5 separate regions of the Sus scrofa genome follow, and all the other regions are linked to region 3. The links are chromatin contacts, called in public Hi-C and HiChIP or PLAC-seq maps. All regions are on one chromosome and are shown on one strand. The core of a region is the stretch at or near the end of the contact, and the rest is flanking DNA. Distances in the headings are between cores, read along the strand shown. Region 1 holds the start of ALDH16A1 (aldehyde dehydrogenase family 16 member A1). Region 2 holds the start of FUZ (protein fuzzy homolog). Region 3 holds the start of SCAF1 (splicing factor, arginine/serine-rich 19). Region 4 holds the start of PTOV1 (prostate tumor-overexpressed gene 1 protein). Region 5 holds the start of PTH2 (tuberoinfundibular peptide of 39 residues).

Region 1 (5,126 bases), core at 77-2,576, 160 kb before region 3:
AATTTTGCTCCCATGTCTTCCAGAGACTAGCAAACTTGAAGGTAAACAACTACAATTCCCGCACGGACGGACACACACACACACACACACACATATGTATTCCCCGAATCCCCAGGGACCCAGGAGTGCGTTCAATCGCACCTGCAGCAGCAGCTCCTCGAAAGGCGTCGTCTCCGTGCCCATCGTCTCTGCTTCGTTTAGCTCCGGCACCAGCAACGTCGAGTCGGCCATGGCCCTGGGGGAGAGACCTTGGCGTCCTCAGCAACCCCGGCGTGGGGGAACCATCGGCGGGATCTGAACTCTGAGACTAGTTCCTGGGCCCTTAACCAAATCGCGACACCCACTATTCTGTATGAAAACCTGAGAATCTGGCCCGAGACACTTTCACTCAGACCAGATACTGTCGTCAAATCTCTTAAGAGCCAGTGTCTCTAGATGCTAAGTCCTGCGTGCCAAAGGTGCAAACTACAGCCACTCTTTTGATCCCTGCGTAATCAGGAACTTGAGTAAGTCACACTACCCCAACGCTTCATCAATCCTGCAACTGTATTCCGTTACCAATCACAGACCAATCTAGTCCAAGGCTGAAGCCACGCCTCTCATCTCAACCAATCAATACAAAGTCCTGATAGTCACTAAATGCCACACTTCCTGCGGGATTCAAGCCACGCTTCCGGCTCCTTCCGGATAGCCGACTCCGGCCAGTAGCTGGGCAAATCTGTCACACTTTAAGAACATTAATTTCATGGAGTTCCCGTCGTGGCGCAGTGGTTAAGGAATCCGACTAGGAACCATGAGGTTGCGGGTTTGATCCCTGGCCTTGTTCAGTGGGTTAAGGATCCGGCGTTGCCGTGAGCTGTGGTGTAGGTTGCAGACGCGGCTTGGATCCCGCGTTGCTGTGGCTCTGGTGTAGGCCGGTGGCTACAGCTCCGATTGACCCCTAGCCTGGGAACCTCCATATGCCGCGGGCGCGGCCCAAGAAATAGCAAAAAGACAAAAAAAAAAAAAAAAAAACATTAATTTCAGTGTCCATCCTAAGACTCTCTTTTGACCTCTGAACAACCACCTCGTTCCAGAACTAGATTCTATTCTCGATAAAATGTATTTAGGACTAAAAACTGCAATTCCGGTATCCAACACAAACAGGATAGCGAGACGCTGGAGCTCTCACAACTATTTGAAGTCACTCACACTTTCGTTCCCCATTCGCCCCGCTCTGAGGACTGCGCATGATCCAAACTACACTTCCGTGCGCAGACCCATGGGCGGGGTCACCAGGTCCTGGGCGGGGTTACGCTCTATCTCCCATAGCCCCGCCCTTTGGGTAGGAGGGGGCGGTGCTACCCTTCGGACCTCGAGGTTTCCTCCGGCAGAGCGCCCTGCAGTCGGTGGAAAGCGGCGGGGGAGCGCGATGGCCGAGACGTGTACAGGATCCCGCGCCAGCGAGATCTTCACCACGCTGGAGTACGGACCCGTGCCGGAGAGCCACGCATGCGCACTGGTGAGGGCTCGCCCGGCCCGCGCTGCCCATCCCCCTCCCCAGTCTTCGGAGCCGAGTTTTGCGCGCGGACTCCCACGATCCACCGCGGCAGCTCAGTAACTCCGCCCCTCTCAGCTCCCGCGATTCCCGCCACTCCTTAGGACCCACCCCTGGAGGATGGTTTGTTGAGCTTCTTAGAGTTGCTGCCTCAGCCCGATAGTCTCTTCTCATGAGGCCCAGTGGCTGTCCCGTTACATGGTCCAGAATTCACGGTGGTGCTTCGCCGAGGGTGCTTCCGAGAATCCCCCGAGGGGGTCCTGTGATTCATCAAGGCCCCCTCATAACCTCCCGCGATTCCCTGGGGGGCTCCCGTGATCTTCCGAGGACTCAGAACCCACGTGTAGACTTACCGTTGATTCCTCAGAACATCCTATGGCTCCCGAGTTTCCCCGGAATTCCTGGAGGGGCTCCCTTGATCAACCAGAGACCTCCAAAACCTCCGCGGAGCCGCCGTGATTCCTCAGGGTCACCTCAATACTCGTGGGGTTCCTATAGTCTCGGGAGTTCTCAGAACCCCAGAATACATCAGAACTTTCTGTAATAACCTTCAGCCCCTCAGAATAACCCCATGGGGCTCCCGCGACCCCTCCGTATTCTTCAGGACTTCCATAAGACTCCCGTGATCCCTCAGGGTCCCCCAAGAACGCTCTTGGGGTTCCCTATAAAAGTAGGGTGCCTCGAATTTTCTGTAACTACCCTCAGCATTCCCCCACGGGGCCATCATGAAGGCACAGGGCCCTCTAGCGCCCGGGCGTGAGAAGCTTGGCCTTTCCTGGAGGGAAAGAAGGAGGTTGGAATAATGGTGAGACCAGAGCCTGCCGTAGGCTCTGGAGATGGAGAGGAGGGAGTGAGGCAGAGACGCAGGAGGGACAGGGTTTGCGTGTTGAGAGGGCAGGGACAAGGCCGCGGGTCTGTGGCTGAAAATGTGGCCTCGGATTTAAGTCCCAATTAAGTCCTCGGAGACAGTTTTAAGGAAGGGAACAAAGAGCTTTATTGCTTTGCCACGCAAAGGAGGACACAGCAGGCTGATGCCACAAAACCATGCCCTGCCTGGAGAGGGGATATCAAGGAGTTTTACAGGTTTAGCTCGGGAGTCAGGGTTATTGATTGAGGGGTCCTTGTTACTCGCACCCATAGATCATTTCAGTGTCATCAAGGCCGGCATCAGCGGGTCCCGTGATGGTTTCTGGTTGTCTTCGTGCTTATCATTCCTTGACCTCTGTGGACTGAAGATTGCTTACAGGGAAGGGGTGTTAGTGCTTGAATTAGAAGAGAAAACACTAGGCGCAATATAACTCTAGAAAGTAACCGTGAGTAAAAGAAAGCAGTTAGCAAGGAAGAGATCATTTGTGAAAAACCGGACACTAGGTGCAAGATAATTAGAAAGTATTAGGAGTTCCCGTCATGGCTCAGTGGTAACCCGGCCAGTATCCGTGAGGACTCAGGTTCGATCCCTGGCCTCGCTCACTGGGTTAAGGATCCAGCATTGCCATGAGCTGTGGTGTAAGTTGCAGACGCAGCTCAGGTCTGGCGTGGCTGTGGCTGTGGCCAACAGCCACAGCCCTGATTCAACCCCTAGCCTGGGAACTTCCATATGCTGTGGGTTTGGCCCTTAAAAAAAAAAAAAAAGAAAAAGAAATATATAAATAATAGAAAGTAAATATTAGTAAGAAGTTAGTGGGCCAAGGTAGGACATAACATAATGGAGACTGTTTTAACTGGTTTTATTTCCCAATCGTTAACTCTTGAGTCAGCCTTTTTTTTTTTTTTTTTTGTCTTTTTTTTTTTGCCTTTTCTAGGGCTGCACCCGTGGCTTATGGAGGTTCCCAGGCTAGGCGTCTAATCAGAGCTGTAGCTGCCAGCCTATGCCAGAGCCACAGCAATGCCAGATCCGAGCTGCGTCTGCGACCTACACCACAGCTCACGGCAACACCGGCTCCTTAACCCACAGAGCGAGGACAGGGATCGAACCTGCAACCTCATGGTTCCTAGTCAGATTCGTTAACCACTGAGCCACAACAGGAACTCCTTGAGTCAGCCTTTTGAGACTGAGGGGAGGCTAAAGGAAAGGTCTTTTGCTTCAAAACCCAAAGATTTAGGGTCTGGTACATGGTTTCCGATCTGGCTCAATCCCTGTCCTCCCACCTCACTTTCCATGATGAACCCAGAAGGAAGAGGGTATCAGAAAGGTTGGGAAAGGGCCCTGGGCTTGGTTATCACATGCTGAGAATGAGAGAGACCTGAGGACCTCAGGTCACGTGCAGGAGACAAATGCAACTGTGCTTGGCCCTCCAGTCTGGAGACAGGGACCTCATAGTGGAGAGATAATTGAGGAGTTCCCATTATGGCGTGGCTGAAACAAATCTAACCAGTATCCATGAGGATGTGGCTTCAATCCCTGGTCTCATTCAGTGGGTTAAGGATCTGGCAGTGCCATGAGCTGTGGTGTAGATTGGCAGCTGCAGCTCCAATTTGACCCCTAACCTGGAACTGCCATATGCCAGAAAAAGAAGAAAAAAAGAGAGAGAGGGATAATTGAATGGTGGGGAAGAGCTCCCGCTGTGTCTTGGGAGCTCTGGGACATGGGTTAGATCCCCAGCCCTGCATGGTGGGTTAAGGATCTGGCATTGTCACAGCTGCTGCTTAGGTTGCAGTGGTGGCTCGGAACTGATCCCCAGCCTGGGAGCTCCATATGCTGCAGGGTGGCCAAAAATGGGAAAAAAAAAAAAAAATAGGACAATGAGATGATCTGGAAATATAGTGTAGACTCAGCTAAGAGGATATGGGATGGAGTACAGAGAGTTCCCATACTCGGAGGCTGGTTAGAGATGAAATCCTGAAACAGCAGTAGTGTGATAACAGTTTATATTTATTGGGTGCTTTCTATGTGCCAACCTCTGTGCTTAGCATGATCTCATTTAATCCCCAAAACAGCTATGAAAGGGGATTATTGCCTTGAGCTCACAGAGGTTTGAAGAGTTAAGTAATTGGACAACTGTCGTGGACATAGCTTTAAAAAAGGTGAAACTGGGATTTGAACCTAAGCCCTGGGATTGCAGAGCGCACACCACCCCCTGCTTTCCCCCAAGCTCAATCTTACAGTCTGTGGGCCAGACTCAACAACAGATGTGTTTTCTTGGCCTGAAACCGATTTTTTTTTTTTTGATGTGAACTGGTAGATAATGGATTCCATGTAAACATCCGGGATTCCAGCTTCTCTTGAAAATAAAATTCCCAAGTTTGGCAACCTTTGCCTCACATTCCCTGACAAAAATCATCTGGACCCAATAGCTAACTGGCTCTTTGGGCAGTGCGTGAGTTCCTTTTCCCCACCAGGCCCTCTTCTCACACCAGTGTGGCCTGCCAGGACCCTGTGGAACATTCTTTTGGTGGTTTTGTTTTTCTTTTGGGGGAAAATTTTGCAAACATCCACAGAGTACATAAATTAGGAACTCCCGTTTACCCATCACTCAGTGCCAACGAGTGTCAACACTTCATCCAATGTCGTGTCTCTTTGGCCTCTTTTTTTCTGGAATGAGTTAAAACCCAGATGTCACGTTATTTTCCCATAAATATTTGAGTCTTC
Region 2 (5,276 bases), core at 1,651-4,150, 150 kb after region 3:
ACCTGCAGCAGGGACCCCTCTGGAGGAACCACACAGTCCACACACTGGGTCAGGTCCCCGATGAGCTCTGAGTTCCCCAGGAAGCTGTCGATGAGGCGGTAACTGGCCTAGCAGAGGGAAAATGGAGGAGCCTAGGACCCAGGTGCCACCCAGATCTGCTGCCTCGCCCTCAGAAAACTGGCCCTGAAGGGCCAAGATAGGAGGTGTCAGACAACCAAGCAGCCCAGGAACCCACAGGGTAAGTCTGCCCCAGGGGATTCTGGGAAGTGTAGTTCCCAAATATCAGTGACCAGGTATCCTAACTTTCCATCCTCATGGCCATCCTGCAGGCTTACCCTCAGCTCCTTCTTCAGTCTCTCTATGTTGCGGATATTGGTTAGTTCTTCAAGTCCCACAAGAAGAACCTAGAAGAACCACACAGGAGAATAGGGGCCCTGGACAATGGGAATAAGAGAGAAGGGGCTGGGACTCAGATTCTTGTGTCTGAGGGAGGAGGAGAATGGGTATCTAGACCACTCCTTAGTCCGAGGCAGGATGGACTGAGGGTCAGGGTTCCTGGCTTCCAGAGGAGGGTGCTGGGGGTCTGGACTCCTGGGTCTAAGGGAGATGGATGCTGAGCCCTGAGATTCCTGGGTTTGGGAAAGAGGGTTGGGGGGTCTCACCATCGCCCCAAACACCATCTGGAGTAGTCTCTCCAGCCTCAGCTCCGAGGTGCCCTCTTCGGATGACAGAACAATGAGCGTGATGCTGTGAGCAAGGAAGATGAGAAGGAAGACATGAGTCCAAGCCCAGGAAACAGGCAGGGAGCAGAGTAGGGTCTGCCTTTGATCCTGGATGTCAGCCACATCACATCCCAGCAAAATGTGCTTCTCATGCTGAGAAACAGGGTTCGGAGTTCCCAGCGTGGCGCATCAGAAATGAATCCGACTAGGAACCATGAGGTTGTGGGTTCTATCCCTGGCCTCGCTCAGTGGGTTAAGGATCCGGCATTGCCGTGAGCTGTGGTGTAGGTGGCAGACACAGCTCGGATCTGACATGGCTGTGGCTGTGGTGTGGGCTAACAGCTACAGCTCCGATTGGATCCCTACCCTGGGAACCTTCATATGCCACGGGTGCAGCCCTGAAAAAAACAAAATAAAAAGAGAGAGAGAAACAGGGATTGGGACGTAACTAACAAAGAGTCCACAGTCAGGTAAAGAGCTGGATGGTCTCGGGTCATCTTTAAAAGGGGTTTTCACCCTGGCCCTGTCCCCAGGATACGGCTTGGAGACCTGTCATGGAAACTTTTCCACACCACGGTTGTGTCCTCTGTCCTCGCAGAGCTCAGCTGCACCTCGAGGTTCTGCCCAAACATGTGAACTCCATTGAGGGAACCGATGACAGAGAATGGGAGCTGGGGAAAGATGGGAACATTAGACAGGAGCCTCCAATCCCCTCCTCGAGAACAAGTTACTGAGGCCCTCATCCCCCTCCTCTCTCTAGAAGCCCTGGCCACTCCTCTTCAGGGAACCAGGATCCCTGGTCAGTTGCACTCTGGACCCTCTAAACGCAACTCTGAATCTTCCCCAGCCCCTACGGGTTTGAAGACCCAGAGTCCAAGTTTCTAACCCCTTCTATATCTATTTCACAGAGCCAGGCGCCCGGGCCCCACCTGTTGGCGGGCGGGGGCGCCGCCGCGGCTGCTCCTGCAAAACAAGGGTACCCCGCTGGATGCCGCGAGGCATAGCAGATGTACCATGCCCTCGGTCCCCTCCTCCCCCATCTGGAAACCCGCCTTCCAGTCCCCTCGTGGGGACAGTCAGTGCCCGCCTTGTAGCATGCCCGTAGTCACACTAAATCGGGCTGCAGTCCAAAGCCGCCAAAGGGCGAGATGGGCAGCTGATTGGAAGGGGACTAGGTTCCCGCTTTCTTCATCCAACTCAAATCCATCGCTTAACCCCTATTCCAGCACTTCCCCCGAATCCCGCTAGGCTCTTCCGCCCCAGCCGGAAGTCACAATACCCCGAACAAAGATGGAGGCTAATTCTATTTCCGAAGTTTTGTAGGCGCTTTTTGAACGGGTTTCCCTCTATTTCTTTAATAAACAAAACGAAGTGCTGGGCTTGGAGGTAGTGACCGCATCAAGGCCGTTGCCTAGTAATCATCATATAGATTAGTACGTTTCACATTCGTAATTGATAAACAGCGTGGCCACACTCAAAGATGGCGACGGTGACAGGGCGTTGCCTAGCAACCACCCTGGTTCAGAGGTCCATTTTGTAGCTGTAAACACTAACCCCGCTCAGAGATAGCGCCAGTGCCTGGCGTTTCGCAGCGCCCACGACTCAGTCCAAGTTTCCTTCTAAGGCTGAGCAGCTGTGCCCTGCTCAAAGACGGCCGCAGGACGAATCCCTAGCAACTTTCCTTAGAGCAAAATCAAAACGACACTCTGCCCCCCCCAAACCTTGGGGATGGTTTGGTCCGGCGAGCGTTGCCTAGTAACCACCAGACGAGAGGGTTGCTTTTATTAGAAAAAGAAAGATGAAGTGCTTTATTTTCCAGAATCATAGAAATATTGTTTCTCATGAGTTTATACATGAAAGTGTATCGTGCAGAATGTGAAAATATTTCTTCTAAAATCCTTTCCCTAAAATATGTTGAGAGTTTACCACATAATCGCATTTTCACAAATACGACTACTATACTAACGTTGCTTTCAAACTTTTTTCTATCAAATCATATAAGTATACATTGTCTTTTAAAATTTTATGTATTTATGTATTTTCGTCTTTTTAAGATGTCCTATTATAACCTATATTATGGATGTAACAAAAAAATTTAGCTGATCCTATAGTGACATATATTAGGCTCTTAACTCCCTGTTTAAAGTGATAAATTAAATCATCACTGAGTTATCAATTTGATTGATCTTTTCTCTTTTGTGAGAATTTACCTTCATTTATCCAAACATATATTAAAATATATTGTGATAGGAGTTCCTGTTGTGGTGCAGTGGTTAACGAATCCGACTAGGAACCATGAGGTTGAGGGTTCGGTCCCTGCCCTTGCTCAGTGGGTTAAGGATCTGGCGTTGCCGTGAACTGTGGTGTAGGTTGCAGACGCGGCTCAGATCCCGCGTTGCTGTGGCTCTGGCGTAGGCCGGTGGCTACAGCTCCGATTCAACCCCTAGCCTGGGAACCTCCATATGCAGCAGGAGCGGCTCAAGAAAAAGGCAAAAAGACAAAAAAAAAAAAAAATATATATATATATATATATATATATATATATAGTGATATTTAAAATTTTTTTCTTTTAAACGTTTTGCCAGCATTCTGGATTTGATTTCTAATAGCTGTGAAATATTAAGACATTTTAAGATAATAATGTCTGATAAGAAATGTGAAGACAGGAGTTCCCGTCGTGGCGCAGTGGTTAACGAATCCGACTAGGAACCATGAGGTTGCAGGTTCGGTCCCTGCCCTTGCTCGGTGGGTTAACGATCCGGCGTTGCTGTGAACTGTGGTGTAGGTTGCAGACGCGGCTCGGATCCGCGTTGCTGTGGCTCTGGCGTAGGCTGGTGGATACAGCCCCAATTCGACCCCTAGCCTGGGAACCTCCATATGCCTCGGGAGTGGCCCAAGAAATAGCAACAACAACAACAAAAGACAAAAGACAAAAAAAAAAAAAAAAAAGAAATGTGAAGACATTCACCCTGCATATTAAATTACATTAAACCTCTAGAGGAATAAACAGGTGCATAAAATAACAAATGAAGCTAAATGTCAAATTCTCCCCATAGTTCCAAGCATCTCTTTAGTCCACTTATATTTATTGTGACTACTATTGTATTTAGATTTATTTCTACCATTTAATTTTTATATTTCTTGTTGTTCTGCCTTTTAAAGATTTTTTTTCCTCCTTTTTTTTGGCTCTGCCAGTGGCAGGTGGAAATTTCCAAGCCAGGGACCAAACCCACACCACAACAGCAATCAAAGCCACTGCAGTGACAGTGCCAGATCCTTAACATGCTTCACTACAAGAGAAGTCCACAAAAGACGTTTTGAGATAAATTTTTTTTGGGTCTTTTTCTAGGGTTGCACCTGTGGCATATGGAGGTTCCCAGGCTAGGGGTCCAATCTGAGCTGTAGCCGTCAGCCCACACCACAGCCACAGCCATGTCAGATCCGAGCTGTGTCTGCGACCTGCACCACAGCTCACGGCCAACACTGGATCCTTAACCCACTGAGAGAAGCCAGGGATGGAACCCGCAACCTCGTGGTTCATAGTCAGATTCCTTAACCACTGAGCCATGACAGAAACTCCAAGATAAATTTGATCATGGATTTAAGTGTTTGACCAGACTAAGAAATAATTTTTTTTTTTTTTTTTGGTCATTTCCAGGGCCTCACCTGTGGCATATGGAGGTTCCCAGGCTAGGGGTCCAATCCGAGCTGTAGCCGCTGTAGCTGTAGCCACAGTCACAGCGACACAGGATCCCAGCCTTGTTTGCTACAGCTCACGACAACGCCAGATCCTTAACCCACTAATCGAGGCCAGGGATTGAACCCGAATCGTCTTGGTTACTAGTCAGGTTTGTTAACCACTGAGCCACGATGGGAACTCTAGATGGCAGGGTGGTGGTGGTGTTGTTTAGCCACACCCAAGGCTTATGGAAGTTCCCAGGCAGGGATACAACCCATGCCTCAGCAATGTCCCCAGCCACTGCAGAGCCAATGCTGGATCCTTAACCTGTTGCACCACATCAGGAACTCCTGGGGGATTTGTTTTCAAAGGGTTCAGCAGGAATTCCTGTTGTGGCATACGCTGGTGGTAATAAACTCAACTAGTATCCATGAGGATGCAGGTTCAATCCCTGGCCTTGCTCGGTGGGTTAAGGATCTGGCATTGCCGTGTGAGCTTTGGTGCAGTTTGCTGACCGGGCTCAGATCCTGAGTTGCTGTGGCTATGGTTGTGCGGTAAGCTAGCAGCTGCAGCTCAGATTCAACCCCTAACCTGGGAACTTCCATATGACACAAGTGTGGCCCTAAAAAGTAAAAAAATACCTAAATAAATAAAATGGTTCAGCAAAGGAGTTCCCTGGTGGTGCAGCAGGTTAAGTATCCCCTGTTGTCACTGCCGTGCCTTTGGCATTGCTATGGTGGGGGTTTGACCCCTGGCCTGGCAATTTCCATATGCTGGAGGTGCAGCCAAAAGAAACAACACCATAAAACGTTCAGCAAATCAAAAAGGAAAAAGATAAATGTGACAATATAGTGATACTGCTGAGTGTGCAAAGC
Region 3 (5,023 bases), core at 713-3,212:
GTTTCTCCCAGGTGGGAGAGTTTCCCCTGGGGAAAGGGGTGGAAGTTTCCTGGGCAAGGGTGGATTTTCAGAAGAGAAGGGGTGATCTGGCAGCTGCTGGGGGTCCGAAGGCTGCATCCTGCCTGTCGTGGAGGGTGCTTGGTAAGGGGCAGTGCAGGGGCCTGGCCCTGGGGGGTTTAGGGGTGTGTCTGCAGAGTAAACCGGGAGAAGCTCAGGTGGGCGAACTGGGGGCTGGAGAGCATGGGGGAGGGTTGTCATAGAATATAAGTACATGTCTAGAGAGTCGTAGAGACCTGGAGATACATTTAAGAGGTCAGAGAAACTCCAAAGGAGCAGGTCTTTCTGGAGGTGTCAAGACTCTGGGGGCTTCTTCCATGGAAATGATCTGGGGGCTAACCAGAATTTCTGAGAGGGGCTCAGGAGATCAGAGTGGAGGAAAACTCACGACGGAGGAGTGGATGGTTTTCCTTGAGGAAGGGTAGGGGTCTGGATCTGGTGGGATGGGGGATCCCCAGAACTTGGAGTCTTAGTGGGAATGGCCAAGGGGCAGGATCTTTTTGCAGTCTCTTGGGTCTGAGGGGGTCTCCCTGAGGACAGGGGTGGGATGGAGTCCTAGATGGATCTCAGGGGCCAAGTCTGGGCATAATTTCTACTTTCTGGTGGAGGTCTCTGAAGGGGCTAAACAGCCAGGTTGGGGTAATGTCAAGGGCATTCTCCCAGTTACTGAGCGGCTCAGAGGGGAAGCTGAGGTCAGGGATTTGGGAGAGGTAGGGCTCAGGGTGCGAGGAGGTGGCCCCGAGCGGGGTGGGGGCCCATGAGAATGCTTAGGGTCTAAATGGGTTGACTCTTCTGGATTTAGGGTGCTCCCAGGAGGCATCCAGGGTCAGGTCAGCAGAGGAGCGGGGCTTTGGATACTTGGGGTAGGGGTGGTGGGTCTCAGGATACAAGGACAGGAGGAAGGTCCCTCATGTAGGGGGTGGAGGCCCTGAGGGGCTCAGGGTCACATCTGAGGGGACATTTTTAAGATTAGAAAGCCTCATAAGAGGGTCTCAGTGATGGATGGAGGGGAAGCCGGAGTCTTGGGGATCCCGCCAAGGGCTCAGGTCTGGGTGGGTCCCGGGGGCACCCCCCGGGGTGAAGGTCCACTACCTGGATGAACTGGATGGTCAGCGCGCTCTTGCCCACGCCGCCGCCGCCCACGACCACCAGCTTGTGTGTCTCGCTGGGTGGGGGGTCCCCGGGTCCCGGCCCCCCGCCCCGGGGCCGCCCCCGCCCTGTCCCGGACGCCGCCCCGCTGCTCATGTCGCTGCCGCTGCCGCCGCTACCGCCTGGGGCGGGGGGGGGGACCGGGCGGGGCCTAGGGGCGGACCACGTTAATAAGGGTACTGCATAAACATGAGCTCCAGCAAGAAGGGCTCCTTACTTGGGACACTTAGAGGCAGGCAAGACCTGGGAAAAGGAGGAGCTATGCTAATACGGATAGGAGTACGGCTGTCGCTGAGAAGGGGAATTCCGAATGGGGCGGGAACATGCTAATGAGAGAACTGTGCTCACCCCGAGCAGCGCCACGCGCTCTCGGCTGGCGGGCCGGGGGGGCGGAGCCATGCTAATAAGAGTTCTTATTCTCTTCGTAGACGGGTCCGGAAAATCGTTCGGGGTGGGACTATGTAAATGAGAAACCCTGTGTTGCAGCTAGCTTCTCAGGGTACCGTCCCCGAGGCCTTGTTCTAGTAGGCGGGGCTTGAGTCTTGCGCACGCGGCCGTATATAGGCGCGCTCTGAGGAAGGAGCGAGTCCTGAGGGGAAATTAACCTCTGTCCTGGGACCCAAGCCAAGCTCCCGACTCTGGCATCTGGGTTGGGTGATGGAGGCTCCGCCCGCTACGGGACCCAGGCTTCCGGTTCCCGCTGTCCCAGCCTAGCGGAAGACAGACTGGGAGGGGAGATGGGGCCCTGGAGGGGGGCCAGCGGGTAACCGGGAAGGGAGGGGCCGTGAGATCACTGCATTCCTAATTCATGAGCCAGCTCGCCCAAGCGGGGACGCCTGGGTTATGAAGGGTCTAGGGTCAGGATTTCCGAGTCTTGAAGGAGGAGAAAGCCCAGGACCCAGACCCCTGGGTCGCAAGGAGAGATTGTGACTGGAGGTTTGGACTCCTGGGTCCTGGAAGGAGGAGTTCTGGAGGTCCTTGCTTCTAGATTGCTGAGGGCCCGGACTCATCGGTCCGAGGGCTGAAGGAGCGGGGGGACCCAATATTCTGGATCCGAGGGAATTGGAATGGGGTACCCGAACCCCTGTGTTCGCGTAAGGCGTTTGAGACCAGGAATGGTCTGAGGGAGGCATGAAGGCCCGACTCCTGGATCTAAGAGGAAGGAGGGCTCGGACTTCTGAGGGAAATGTGAGTCCGGACCCCTCGGCTCTGAGAGGAATCGGATTTGGATTTTTCTGTTGTAAATGAGGAGGAAGCTGTAGGGCCGGGCTTCTTGGTTCTAAATTTAGAGAGAACTTGGGCATCAGGATTCTGGGATCCCCAGAATGTGGGCGGGGCAACTTCCAGCCAGTCCTGCTTCCCCCCCCCCCACGGCTCACTCCGCGGAACTACAACTCCCTTGCACCTGTCAGGCTGAGCGCTCTTTACGGCACTTCCTTTTCCGCTGCTCTTTCCGCGCGCGTGCAGGGCACTATGGGGCTTAATCGCGCGCTACCGCAACCCCGCCCACTTCACCCCTCATCCCCTCGCAGTCCCCGCGCGGCGGAGGCGACGCGCGGACTACGTCTCCCGGCGTACGTCGCGCGCACCCGGCCCATCTGCCCCGTTGACTGCTGGGAAACTGAGTCCGAAGCCTTCCCACCAGCCTTCACGGCACGGTGCTCGGTACTTGAAGTCCCGGCAAGCTCGGCGGCGTTTTAGCTCCTCCTTTCTCCTCCCTTTGCTCGCGAGCCCCGCCCCAGCCCGCCCCGCCCCGCGCCGGGGCCGGAGCCGCAGCCCGAGCGGCGGGGTAAGATGGCGGCGGCGGTCCGAGCGGCGGGGCTCGGGCCTATCGGGGTGGGCGGGGCGGAGTCGGGTCGCTACTTGTCCCGGGGTCCTCCCGACACGCCGCGGGGCCTGGAGGGCTTAGCGGGTCGGCCTTGGGCCCGGTAGCGGCGGCGGAGCCTGGCGCCGAGCGGGGGGCCTTCTCGAGGCCCCGGGACGGGTCTGGGGTGCCGGGGGGCATGGACCGGGCGTCTCCTAGAGGACTAGGGGCGTCCACAGGACCTGGACCGAGACTGAAGCCTGCCCTCCGTCATATAGCTGGCTTGGGTCATTTCTGTAGGCACTGTTGAATGTCTTTATAGGCTGACCCGAGGCTAGAGTCTGTTTGGAGGGTTCTGGGGCCATCTTGAGATCTTGAGATATGTCCCAGGGGTGAAGGAGGTCTGCAGGAGCTGGGGAGTATCTGCAGAGCCACCTATGGCTGGGGTATATCTCCTAGGGCTGAGCAGTGTGTACATGGGCTGACCTGAGAATGCGGCTCACCTACATGGGTCTAGGGCCATTTAGCCAGGCCATGGAAGAACAGTTCCAGCGCAAGGAAGTCTTTTATAGCCATTCAGAGGAGTGGGATGTACCCACTAAGGGAAGGAAGCAAATACTGAGATGTGCTGGGAGGCTTGGATGGGTCTCCAACTGTCTGGGGAGTGTCTAATCTGGGTGACAGGAGACTGGGGACAGTTAGAAGGACCTGGAACCATCTAGGTGGCTTTGAGTGTGACTGCAAGAGTGCAGGCTCTATGCCTGGAGCAAATTCGAATGCCTTTGGGGGCCAGATAATCGGCCAGGAGAGTAAGACAAAGGAACGTATTGGAAATTTTGCCCAGCTCAAATATACTTGCCCTTTAGAAAGTAATTCAAATGCAAAATGTTAAAAAATTCGGGGTGGCCTTGGGGCTTCAGAGAGAGTTAGTCCACCTTGGTCTGGGAAAGTCTAGAGGATCATCTAGACTTCGTCTCACGCCAGTGCTTTTGAAACGCTTTTGACCTTGATCCACAGTGAGAAATGCATTTGTACACTGAGACCCAACATACACCGTCCTATGTGTTAAACTAATACTCCAATCCTGTTAATTACTGTTTCCACTTACTTGGGATGTGTTGCGAAGCATCTTCTACTGTGTTCAATCTGCCTTTATAACAAGCTATTCGTGAAGCACTCAACTGCTATCAGACTGTAGTTTGGGAACCTGATCCAGAGGGACCTGGCAGGGTCTGCCGAGCCTTCTTGGGTCGAAGAGACACACCCTCTGCAAAGCATGGGGCTCGTCTAAATGCTCCAGGGGGGATCTTCCTACCCAGGAGGGTTTGGAGATCTGTGGGTCTGTACTCAGCACATCTTGATTAAGCTTCTGTGATGTGACAGACACAGTTCTCTGAAGCATGTGCTGCTTCCCACCCCCTACCCCCACCCCCACCCCAGAAGGCAGAGAGAGCAGCTCCAGGGCTGGGAACTGTCCAGAGGGCCTCTTCAGGGTGGGTTATGTCTGTGGCGGTTAGGGAAGGAGCTGCAGGCTCTTAGAGAGCTGGGCGGCTGCAGGGGAGAACTTTGCCATCAGCTTGCAAATCTGTGGTAGGAGGGAGGCCAGGACTGAGGTCTTTTTTTTTTCTTTGGTGGGGGCAGGTGTGCCCCCTAGGGGTGTGGGGAGCCAAGTGGGGAAAACCTGGGCACGAAAGCCTCATAGTAATAGTTACCCGGTCAGAGGTTAGCCCTGCTTTCATGTCACACAGCCTTTCTCGGAGTTAGCTGCTCCTATTGTGCCTGCTTCTAGATAAGCACCTCGAGCTGGGGGTTAGGGATTTTGAAGCTTGCTGGTGACTGTGGGACCAGATGATTGTTTTCAGAGGAGGAGAACTGACGGCTTCGGGGAAGCCTACAGCCCAAATAATTGCATTTCCTGAAGCCCCCATCAAGACCCCCATCAGTCTGAATGATCTTTCAGCTTCCCTGTCAGCCAAGAATTTCGGTGCCATCACAAAGCCTTCAGCCACGCTG
Region 4 (4,905 bases), core at 154-2,653, 180 kb after region 3:
TCTTTTTTTTTTTTTTTTCTCTCTTTTTAGGGCCGCACCCGCGGAATATGTAAGTTTATAGGCTAGGGGTCTCATCGAAGCTGTAGCCACAGCAACTCAGGATCCGAGCCGCGTCTGCGATCACAGCTCACGGCATCGCCGGATCCTTAACCCCCCGAGCGAGGCCAGGGATCAAACCCCCATTCCTCATGGATGCTAGTCGGGTTCGCTGACCGCTGAGCCATAAGGGGAACTCCCCTAATATTTTCTTTCTTTTTTTTTTTTTTTTTGTCTTTTTGTCTTTTTTGTTGTTGTTGTTGCTATTTCTTGGGCCGCTTCCGCGGCATATGGAGGTTCCCAGGCTAGGGGTTGAATTGGAGCTGTAGCCACCGGCCTACGCCAGAGCCACAGCAACGCGGGATCCGAGCCGCGTCTGCAACCTACACCACAGCTCACGGCAACGCCGGATTCTTAACCCACTGAGCAAGGGCAGGGACCAAACCCGCAACCTCATGGTTCCTAGTCGGATTCGTTAACCACTGCGCCACGACGGGAACTCCCTATTTTCTTAATTCATTTGTTCCTCATAACCGTTTGGGGTTAACTATTACCCACGTTTAAGAAACAGGGAAATTGAAACAAATCTTACACAACTTCTAGTAAGTGAATACGCAGTCGTTAAATTCTTGAGTGAATGAGAGAATCAATGAATGAATGGTTAGTTATTACCCACATTTAAGAAACAGGGAAATTGAAACAAGAAATCTTACACAACTTCTAGTAAGTGAATACACAGTCGTTTAATTCTTGAGTGAATGAGCGAATCAATGAATGGCCCTGAAAGGCGGGTGGCAAGAAGCCGGAGGAGGTGCGGAGGGAGGCGTGTGGAGCCTAAGGCGCGGGGGCCAGTTGGCACGCAGATATCACTGGCAGTGTCTCCCAGGGACCTCTGGCTCCGCCCATACCGCGCGGGGATCGCTGGGAGTTGTGGTCCCTGGCCCACCTAGCCACGTCACAGCCTTCAAGTCCTCGCCTTAGGCCTGGTACGATCCGTATCCCCAAACTTCTACGTAGGTTCCGTTGCCCCCAGGTCTGTTACTCCTTCCTCCCCCTTTTCCTGATGTGTCTTGATATAGTCTCCCGGCTCCGAGGGTCTGGGACTCAGGGTACGGTCTCCCGGTATGTCACCCCCCATCCCGATCTTGGTATCGTCCTCTACGTTCCTCTCGCCCCCCCCGTGACGCTTCGGCATGGTCTTTCCTGCCACGCCCCCGCCGAAGTTGTTTCTTTCACGTCCTCTGGGTCCCTCCCCTTCGGCCCATAGTATCTTCCAATTGTCGAATTCCCCGCCCCCCACACCCTCTCCTTTTCCCGGGGCTCCCCTAGCTCTATTTTGGTACACGCCGGCCACGCCCCCTCGCAGACGCTCTTGGTAGGCGCCGCGCTCCCCCGCTCACCACAGTGGTTTGGCCGCAGCAACCCCTCTCCAGCGGCGCGTCCTCCGCGTTTGGTACAGCCCAGCCCGTCTCCCCCGAAGCCGCGCGCCCTCGCCCCTCAGTCGGTGGAACCCGCAGCCCCCCGTGCGGCCCGTGGCAGCCCCCAGCCCGCTCGGCCCACGCCCGCCATGGTCCGTCCGCGCCGCGCCCCGCACCGCTCCGGCGCTGGGGGCCCCCTCGGGGGTCGCGGCCGACCCCTGCCGCTCCTCACGGTGCGCGCCGCCCGCTCGCGCTCCTGGCCCGCCAGTCCCCGGGGTCCGCAGCCGCCGCGGATCCGGGCTCGCTCGGCCCCTCCCATGGTGAGCCCCCCGCCCTTTTTCCAGAGCTTTCCACGGCCCCGCCCCCGCAGGCCCCTCTCCCCGGCAGGCGTCTTTGTCCGCGACCCACTTCTCTTAGGGGTCTTTCGGGTGGCCCGAAGGCTGGTCCCGCCTGGGGCCGGCTTCCCCCGTGAAACCCCTCAGGTGGTACGCGCCGGTCTCTCCCCTTTGTTTCGCCTTCGGGCCGGGGTGGCGGGGGTGGGGTACGGGGGCGGGGAGCGCTCAGATTACTGCTGACTCCGCGGCCTGATTTAAACGCGGGGTGGGGGGCGGGCAGCGTGCGCGCTTGTTTTTCCAATGGGAAAGTTGTTCGCTCTCCCGGCAGGAAATCTGGAAATGGGGGAGGGGGTTGGGGGACGGCGGCGAGTGGGGGCTTCGCGTCTTGCACTCGCGCGCGCCCAGGTGTTGCCCTCGGGGGCGTTCTCCTCGGGCCCACGCGCCCCTCCACGGCGCCCGTGGCGTGTGCGCCCAGGATTTATTTGCACGCTCGCGCAGATGTGGGATGCCCCTACCGATCGCTGCAAGTCTAGCTTTGCAGGCTTCGACATCTAGCTTCGCAGGTACCCTAAGTTACAGATGCTTCGCCAGCCATGAAACATGCATACACTTCTCAGAAAGCTCTATAAGGTTTTCTGGAGCGGTAAAGCCACATCTCAATGCTTCACGGACTGCCGAACCGTGACACTCTCGCGGGGATGCGCGTTCTATCCTGGCGCTCAAGCTGTCTTAAAACATTCTGCCCCGGCGTTGTGCTTGGCGGGGAGCTGTGGCAGGTCTGCATGAGCCTTAAAAATGTGTCATGGACTTTTATACGTAGCCATCCGGACTCTGAACGTCTGTCTAAATTTAAAAGTAATCCTTCCCTCCGCCGCCTTCCCCCTTTCTTAGCATTTGTGTCTACTGGTTCAGAAGCGCCTCCTGAGTCCTTAAACATGCACCCTGAGGCTTCTATCCTCCCTCCAAGTACTAAATGGGCTTCCTGTGCAGTAAACAACACATCCCAGGTCGGAGAAACAGCCAAATCGTGCCCTCCCCTGCCTAGGTGTGAGTTCTCCTGTGGGATCGCACTTAGGTCTCATCCTTAAACGTGGTCCTGCATCTTGATGCGCTTTCTGCTCTTCCAGGGGAGACCTGAGCTTAGCACCCCTGGTCTTCATATCCCAGATTCAGACGTGGTCAGCGGGGTTTCCCATACGTGTGTCTCTGGAGCTCACACCGACTGGGTCCTTAAGTGCGTCCACCTGGACCCCAAAGGCTCTTGCAGTCGTGTGCCTTGAGTGCATTTTCTCAGACGCTGTGCGCCCTGGCAGTGGTGCCTTCACAGCCAGCGCTGCAGCAGCCATCCTCCATCTCAGACACTTAAGCAGGGAACCTCGCGCCCCCCCCCCCCCCCCGGTTTTCCCCCAGTACCTTCTGCTTTTCTTCTTGATCTCAGACCTTGCTGGAATCCCACCCAGCACCACCTGCCCAGGGGGAGAGCATGCTTGCTTAGGTTTTTTGTTTTGTTTTTATTCTTTAAGGTCTTAAAAGATACATTTTTTTCATGCCTGTCTTTACTCTTTGGACAGAAAACATCTATGTACTTCACAGAAAATTTGGAAAATATCCATTAGTGATAAGATACAAAATAACAACCACTACTTTTTTTTTTTTTGTCTGGAGGTTTATTTACTGTTGAGGTTTTTCTGGGTTTCTTGCTGCCCTGCTGGTCTGCTTTTGCTTTCAGATAGATGGTTTTGGTTTAAGAAAGGCTAACTGGAGAGTGCCCTGTGATAGAACGTGTGGCTTTCTGTGGCTTCATTGCTAGAACGTTCGTCAGGTGTCCTGTGGGTGTTCTCAAAACATTGTTTGAAAGATCCCTCCAGGTGTTGTTATGCTCTTTGTTCCAAACGTCTCCCCACTTCCCTGGATGGTTCTGTGTGCTTCTGGGCGCTTCCTTCCTGCCCCGTGCTCCCCGGGTATCAGGCTGAGGTGGCTACAACCTGGGCTGTGCAAGAGAGGGCCGGCGACAGCCTGGGAGAGGTTGGCGGGAGCCAGAGGGAAGAGTGTGGACTTTGTCTTGAGGGCCTGGGGAGCCTTGGCAGGGCATGGCCAGGATGGAGCCAACCGGTGTGCCAGACAGACACAACCCAGGCTGGCTTGGGGGCTTCGGGGGCTTCGAGGAGGCTCTGGATCCCCAGAGAGCTGCTTTTCAGCTGGGTTTCCACGGACGGAGCAGAAATTGGTCAGCCTGGGAAGATGAGCCGGGGGCATGCACAGTGGAGCAGAGGCTGGGTGAGGACGTGGTGGGAGGCTTTCAGGGCCCCTTCGTGGGCCACCCTGCCTGTTGACGAGCAGGCTGGCAGGGTGAAGACTCCTGAAGTGGCAGCTGGAAAAGGGCATGGGGTCAGCCACGTGGGGTCGTGACCATTGGGACAGAGGGTTTGGCGATGGCCCTGGGCTTCAGAGCAGGGGTTTGGGTCTGTACAGTGGGACGTCCCTTCCCAGGAACGTGGGGGACAGCTCCTCAGCGGCCCCCCAACCTCAGTTTCCCCACACTCTCTGCCACAGCAAGGTGCTCGTGTCTTTGGGGCCCTGGGGCCCATTGGGCCCTCCTCGCCGGGGCTCGCCCTTGGGGGCCTGGCCGTCGGCGAGCACCGGCTCAGCAACAAGCTGCTGGCCTGGAGTGGCGTCCTCGAGTGGCAGGAGGTGAGTGGTCCTCAGCGGGTCCCCATTGAGCCCTGGGGGCTTCGGGCTGGACCCTGGGGTTCCTTCTGCCCCTGCAGGTGGGGGGAGGCCTGGGCACCAGGGTTGTGTCCAGTGACCCCTCCTGCTCCTGCCACAGAAGCGCAGACCCTACTCGGATTCCACCGCGAAGCTGAAGCGGGCACTCCCCTGCCAGGCCTATGTCAACCAGGGCGAGAACCTGTGAGTGGTGGGCAGGGGTGCCGGGTGGGCTGGCCTGGCAGGGCACTCCCCTGAACCTCTGCTACCCGCAGGGAGACCGACCAGTGGCCGCAGAAGCTGATCATGCAGCTGATCCCACAGCAGCTGCTGGTGAGGCCGCCCCCACGCCCCCCACACAGCCCCCCTGCGCACCCACCCGGCCCTGACCCAGCTGTGCCCCTGTCACC
Region 5 (5,437 bases), core at 956-3,455, 180 kb before region 3:
ACGCTGGTCCCCGCTCTCCTTTCCTCCCACCCTTCGGGGCGCCCAGATGATCCCCCGGGGAAGGCGAAGTTAGAAAACCCTGAAGAAACTGCCGCACGCTACCGCGAGGAGGAAACCTTTTTATAATGAGTTTTGCTTTGTGACGAGTCCCGTGCTAGTCTTCTCATGGTGTGTCTGGTTTAAGTCTCAAACGGGAAAAGGAGGCTAGAAGATTAGAAGCCCTTCCCAATTGCACAAGATAGCTTTAGGGGAAGCTGGTCTTGAATGGCAGATGCATCTCTAGAGCCCGCCCCCCCACCCCACCCCCACACACATCTTCCCGCTGTGTCCAAAGAGAAATGGGAAAGTGACGGGAGCAGAAAGAGCGAAATTCAGAGAAAATAAGAGATGGGATAAAAAAAGACGGAGACCTAATGTAACAAAGAAAAGGAAGACACAAAGGAGTCAGGCAGAGAAAAAAGAAGGTGGGGGAGTGATTTAAGAATGGAAGGAAGAGTTTTAGGCAGAAGACCAGAGAGAGGAGAAAGATCCCCATAGGGCCGGGAAGCCGGGAGGGTGAATGAGAAGTATAGAGACTCAGAAGAGGACAGAGACCCAGAGAAAGGGGCAGTAAGTCAGAGAGGGACAGAGATCTGGGAGGTTGCAGAGAACAAGAGAAGAAAACAGATTCCCAGGAACGAGGACAGACACGCATGGTGGAGAGGAACAGAGGCCCAGAGTGAGAGGAAGGAACAGTGCTGGGGCGGGGGGACCGGTGATGTACAGCAGAGACAGAGAGAGAGAGGGAACGCGTGGAGAGAAAGATGAGAAAAAAAAGAGAGGGAACTGAGAGACCAGACACCAGCGTAGCTGATGCAGGGCCTTCCTCCTTACCCCCCCCCCCCCACACACACACACTGGACGCACAGGAAGGAGACGCTATCCGAACAGCAGGGTCTTTATTAAGGTGGGGCGGGCAGGGCGCTCAGGGCGCGTCCAGCACCAGCAGCTTGTGCATGTACGAGTTCAGCCAGTGGCGGCGCTCGAGGGCGGCCAGCAGCCGCGCGCGCTCCCGAAAGGCCGCGTCGTCCGCCAGCGCCAAGCTCCGCCTCGACTGCGGGGTAGCGGGACCCGCCCAAGCCCCGTCGGGGGTGCGGAGTCTGCGGGGAAATGGAGAGAGGTTACCGAGTGTCGGCGCCCCCCGGCCCGCCGCCCGCCGCCTGCAGCCTCCTGTCCTCCTCTCGGGCTAACTGGAAGCCCTGTTACTGCGCCGTCTCTCTCTGTCCTCCCGTCTCTCTCTTTCTCTGTGTGGGTCTCTGTCTCTATTATGTTCACCAGATTTGGAGCTGCTTGAGTACAGAAATCGAGTCTGATGCACCTGTCCGGTCCCAGCACTCAGCGCATGCCTGGCACACACCGGAGACCCAATAAACGCTGCTCAAGAGACAAATCTGTTCCTGCTTTCAAGTCTCTCAAAGCCCTTCTCAGAATCCTTTGGTATCTTTTTCTTGCTCATTCTCTGTCCACCCCGCATCTCTGTCCTCCTCCCTCTAGGTCACTGTTCCACTGAGTCCCTCCCCATTCTCTTTGGGTCTCTTCCCACCACTGAGTCCCCACCCCTTCCTGAGAGACCTGGACATCGCTGTACCTGAAGACCCCCGCGGGGGGCAGGGCGATTCCTGAAGCAGCGTGGTGGCCCCAGGGCACAAGCAGCAGGAGCAGCAGCAGCAGCCGCACCCGGGGGCTCCTGGGTACCTGGTGGGTCTCCATCACCTGTGGAGAGACAGGAAAGAGCTCAATGAGGCCCATGTTCTGGCCCAGAACCCCTGCCCCACCATCCAGCCACTCCCAGCAGCCCATTTGCAGGCCCCCCCTCCTACCGCACAATGGGCTCCGCAGGCAGCGAGGCTGGCAGCCCCCTTATATCGCTTTCACAACCCCCGCAGTGGGCAATGACGCAGACCAGGGGGCCGGGGGCGCGGGGTCAGCCCCCCTCAGGCTCATTAGGAGCTGCCAGCGGTAATGAGCCGGGGGTGGGGGCCTCACCGCTGCCTTGGCGGCCACCCACTAATTGGGACCAGGAGCTGGGACCCGAGAGAATCGGGAGGGGGAGAGACAGACAGACAGAGAAGTGGACACAGGGGGTGTGTCAGAGGGATAAAAATAGAGGCCTGCGGAAGGACCATCAGAGCAGAAGCCAGAGATGCAGAGAGAGAAAGAGAGGGGAAGCAACAGAGGAGGGACTGATGAGGAGAAGCAGAGAAACAAAGAGATGAAGTAACCAGAAGAGGGAAGGACAAAGAATGACAGAGAAAAGGAAAGAAAGGATGAGAGAAAAGAGTGAGGAAGGAACCAAGAGAGCCAGCTAGAGATGGAGGGATGAGGTAAAGTGCTCTCAGAAAGGCAGAAGGACAGAGAAGGACAGCAGCCTGGACAGAGCTATCCAGCGATAAATCCAGGCAGGATGAGAACCTGGATTAAAGATAGTGTGAGAGGAGTTCCCTGGTGGCTTAGCGGGTTAGGGATCTGCCATTGTCACTGCCGTGGCTTGGGGTCATGGATGTGGCATGGGTTGGATCCCTTGCCTGGGAAGTTCTGCATTTTGCAGATGCAGCAGGCGTGAGAGATGGGGGGTGCAAGAGAAGGCAAAGGGTATGTGTGGAAGTGGGTGTGACCGCAAGTCTAGTGCTGGCAAAATCCGGGACGTCTTAGAGACACGGCGAAGAGGGGTAAGAGACAGAGAGGACCTGACTACCCTGAGGATGTGTCCAAGGCCTTCCCGGGGGAAATTTGGATGTGGTGTGAAGGTAAGGCCCAGATCCCCCAGTTGGATCTTAAGACATGGCTCTCATAATGGAATGGTAGGCAAAGGAAACCCCAAAGGGCAGTAGCAGTCTAGGTCTGTGATTGACAGGACATGGGAACCTGGCCTCCTAGTTCCCCAGAGAGGAGGCCTGGGGACCTGGATTTCTGGACCTGAGCAAAGATGTCTTGAGGTGCGACTCCTGGGTCTTGAAGTGAGAGACTAGCAGAGACCTGGATTCTTGCGTTCAGGCTTAGGAGAGGGCAGAGAGCTCGGCCCGTGCTTTGCCACAGAAGGCAGCTTGATTGGCCAGATCCAGTCCCTAAGTCCCTTCCCCAATCCAGAGTCAAAGTCCTTTACCTCTGTCCCTTTAAAAGCCCAAGCCTGTTGCTAGGCTCCCAGCATCCCCAGGGAGGGGGTCAGATGCGTCACCTGTGCTCCTGGGACCCCACCTCCTGCCATCCCGCCCAGAGCCATTCTGCAGTAGTCACCGATCTCCGTATCCAGCTCTGCTCACCTGTTGTTATCTTGGACCCCACTGAGAAGGTAAGAGCCCCCAGAACCCCAAGTGATCCTGTCCCATTTGGGGATCTGCCAGCCCCACCTCGACCTGACCACAGACCTAGGCATCTCTGCTCTCAGGCCAGCCCCTGAGACCTTGGGACCCCAGCTCCATCCTCAATAAGCAGAGACCTGAGTCCTGCCCCACAGCTCTCTCCTCCCAAAGGCTGAGGAATCCAGACCCCCACACCCCTACCTCCAGGTGACACAAGGCTCAGAAATCCCAATCTCCTTCTAGCTCAGAGCCCAAGAGTTCAAGACACCCATTTCCTTTCTCCCCTTAATCCATCGCCTCAAGCTTTGCTCCCTCAAGTCTAGGCATCTGAAACTTCAGGCCTCTCCTTTCTAAAGTATTAGGGTTTTTGTCGTTGAAAAAGAAAGAAAGAATTAGGAAAGTAGCCCCACCAGGAACCAGGAGTCTGAATCCCCAGCAGCCACTTTTTTTTTTTTTTTTTCCTTTTGTTTGAGCTAGCAGGCATGTGGAAGTTCCTGGGCCAGGGACAGAACCCAAGCCACCACAGCAACCCATCTCACTGCAGTGCTGCAGTGACAACGCCAGATCCTTAACCCACTGCACCACAAGCGAACTCCTCCGAAGCAGCCTTCTTGAGAGTCTCCCTCCCCCACTCCCAGTTCCAGGCTTTAGGCCCCCAGCACCCCAGCCCCCAGTTGTTCCTTCTGAGCCTCCTCTAATGTAAACAACTCTTGAATCAAGCTGTCCCCAGGGCCCTTGGGGAGGAATGGATCCCGTGTCCCCTCAGAGGTCTACACCCTTCGAAGCCAAAGTCGAAGGGGTCTAGGGGCTTGAAAAGTTGTCATTCTTTCCCAATTTTCCTGAGGATCCCCCCCACACCCGCCCCCGGGAAACGGGAAATCCCAAGAAGCCCCGCGCCTCGGTCTCCCTTAGCTACGGTGGCTACCGCCCCACAGGCTTCAGGGAGTTGCAGACGGCCCCTCCTCCTTAACCTGGCGCCTGGCAGTGCGGGGACTGGGTCTACCTGGGGACCAGTGGGCGTGGTCTCCAGGAGTGGGCGTGGCCTCAGGAGACGGCGGAGGTTCCCGGGCGTCTTTTGGCCTTAACTCTTTCCTTCTCGCTCCTCCTGTGCTATAGGTACCTCCTGGAGCTATGAAATCCCTCAGCCCGATCCTCTTCCTTGTCTTCCTCTTCGCTGGGCTGGGTTCCAAGGCCGCCCCTGCAGCCTCACTGCCTTTGGGCTCTGACTATCCCGGGATGGGCCACTCCTCCCAGCCCTCCCCTCGGGCTTCCGAAAATTCCACTCTCCGTGGGACTAGCCCAGAATCCCCCAGGACTGCTTATCCTGAGCCCTTGAAGACACCTCAGGCGGTTTCCCCTGAGCCCTCCTCCCTTGACCTCACTGAGACTACCACACCTGACCTCCGAGAAAGCCCACACCCAGAGTCTCCTGAGACCCCCAAACCTAACTCACTCAGCACCTCAATATCAGAATCTCTGGAGGCCTCCCAAATTAACCTCTCCAAAATAACACACCCAGAACCTTCTGAGACCCCCAAACCTGACCCAACTGAAATTCCACACACAGAATCCCCTGAGACCCTCAAACCCAATCCCTCCAAAACTTCACACCCAGCATCTTCTGAGACCCCACACCCTGATCCCACTCAAACTCCATACCAAGAATCCCCGGAGATTCCCACACTTAACTCCACTGGAATCTCTCACACACAATCCCCTGAGACCCCAGATGCTGACCCCACCGAGACCTTTGAACCCAAGTCTCCAGAAACCCATGACCCTGACAACACTGAGACCCCAGACTCTGAATTCCTCCAGACCCTTTCTCCTGACCCAACTGAAACCCCCCAACCAGAATCTCATATAGGCCACGGCCCCAACCCCACTGAAATTCCCCAAACAGAACTCCCCACAACCCCTTACCAAAATGCAGCAGAGATCCCCAGGGCCTCTGACATTGGGGTCGCCACTAGTCTCCACGCAGAAACGCCTGCACCCTTCAAGGAAGACGTGCTGCCCCTGAATCCCAAACCAGAAACACCTGCAGCCACCCAGCCCGACGCCCTGAGATTGCCCGCCTCAGACTCCCCTGGAACCGC

The links. Hi-C and Micro-C count contacts between places; a contact is called where the count stands out from the background. HiChIP or PLAC-seq counts read pairs in DNA pulled down with a chosen protein or histone mark.
Region 1: a Hi-C map of liver shows a contact between it and region 3, with 3 times the contacts expected there. The contact joins the promoter of ALDH16A1 here to the promoter of SCAF1 in region 3. A contact is called at or near these places in 2 of 5 promoter capture datasets (fetal liver and fetal skeletal muscle), 6 of 47 Hi-C or Micro-C datasets (embryonic fibroblasts, heart right ventricle, liver and 2 more) and 2 of 2 datasets of contacts at active chromatin or transcription factors (alveolar macrophages and skeletal muscle).
Region 2: an H3K27ac HiChIP or PLAC-seq map of alveolar macrophages shows a contact between it and region 3. The contact joins the promoter of FUZ here to the promoter of SCAF1 in region 3. A contact is called at or near these places in 1 of 47 Hi-C or Micro-C datasets (heart right ventricle) and 1 of 2 datasets of contacts at active chromatin or transcription factors (alveolar macrophages).
Region 4: a contact with region 3 is called in a Hi-C map of liver, with 2.9 times the contacts expected there. The contact joins the promoter of PTOV1 here to the promoter of SCAF1 in region 3. A contact is called at or near these places in 1 of 47 Hi-C or Micro-C datasets (liver) and 1 of 2 datasets of contacts at active chromatin or transcription factors (alveolar macrophages).
Region 5: a contact with region 3 is called in an H3K27ac HiChIP or PLAC-seq map of alveolar macrophages. The contact joins the promoter of PTH2 here to the promoter of SCAF1 in region 3. A contact is called at or near these places in 1 of 5 promoter capture datasets (fetal skeletal muscle) and 1 of 2 datasets of contacts at active chromatin or transcription factors (alveolar macrophages).

What each region holds. Positions count from the first base shown.
Region 1 is chr6:54,528,213-54,533,338 of Sscrofa11.1, forward strand. It overlaps ALDH16A1 (aldehyde dehydrogenase family 16 member A1), which reads left to right and starts at 1,327. Exons shown (of 18, transcript XM_021094740.1): 1 at 1,327-1,501. The coding sequence starts at 1,412. PIH1D1 (PIH1 domain containing 1) reads right to left here and starts at 545. Exons shown (of 9, transcript NM_001244978.1): 1 at 142-545. The coding sequence starts at 231.
Region 2 is chr6:54,827,525-54,832,800 of Sscrofa11.1, forward strand. It overlaps FUZ (protein fuzzy homolog), which reads right to left and starts at 2,901. Exons shown (of 11, transcript XM_003127337.4): 1 at 1,652-2,901; 2 at 1,272-1,393; 3 at 663-747; 4 at 336-404; 5 at 3-107. The coding sequence starts at 1,762.
Region 3 is chr6:54,683,375-54,688,397 of Sscrofa11.1, forward strand. SCAF1 (splicing factor, arginine/serine-rich 19) reads left to right here and starts at 1,963. Exons shown (of 12, transcript XM_003127346.5): 1 at 1,963-2,394. The coding sequence starts at 2,338. RRAS (ras-related protein R-Ras) reads right to left here and starts at 1,340. Exons shown (of 6, transcript XM_003355998.3): 1 at 1,150-1,340. The coding sequence starts at 1,302.
Region 4 is chr6:54,864,189-54,869,093 of Sscrofa11.1, forward strand. PTOV1 (prostate tumor-overexpressed gene 1 protein) reads left to right here and starts at 1,404. Exons shown (of 12, transcript XM_003127351.5): 1 at 1,404-1,774; 2 at 4,343-4,480; 3 at 4,617-4,699; 4 at 4,771-4,828. The coding sequence starts at 1,604.
Region 5 is chr6:54,503,944-54,509,380 of Sscrofa11.1, forward strand. PTH2 (tuberoinfundibular peptide of 39 residues) reads right to left here and starts at 2,206. Exons shown (of 2, transcript XM_003127313.4): 1 at 1,628-2,206; 2 at 928-1,139. The coding sequence starts at 1,839. The coding sequence ends at 965. GFY (Golgi-associated olfactory signaling regulator) reads left to right here and starts at 4,304. Exons shown (of 3, transcript XM_021094736.1): 1 at 4,304-5,437. The coding sequence starts at 4,470.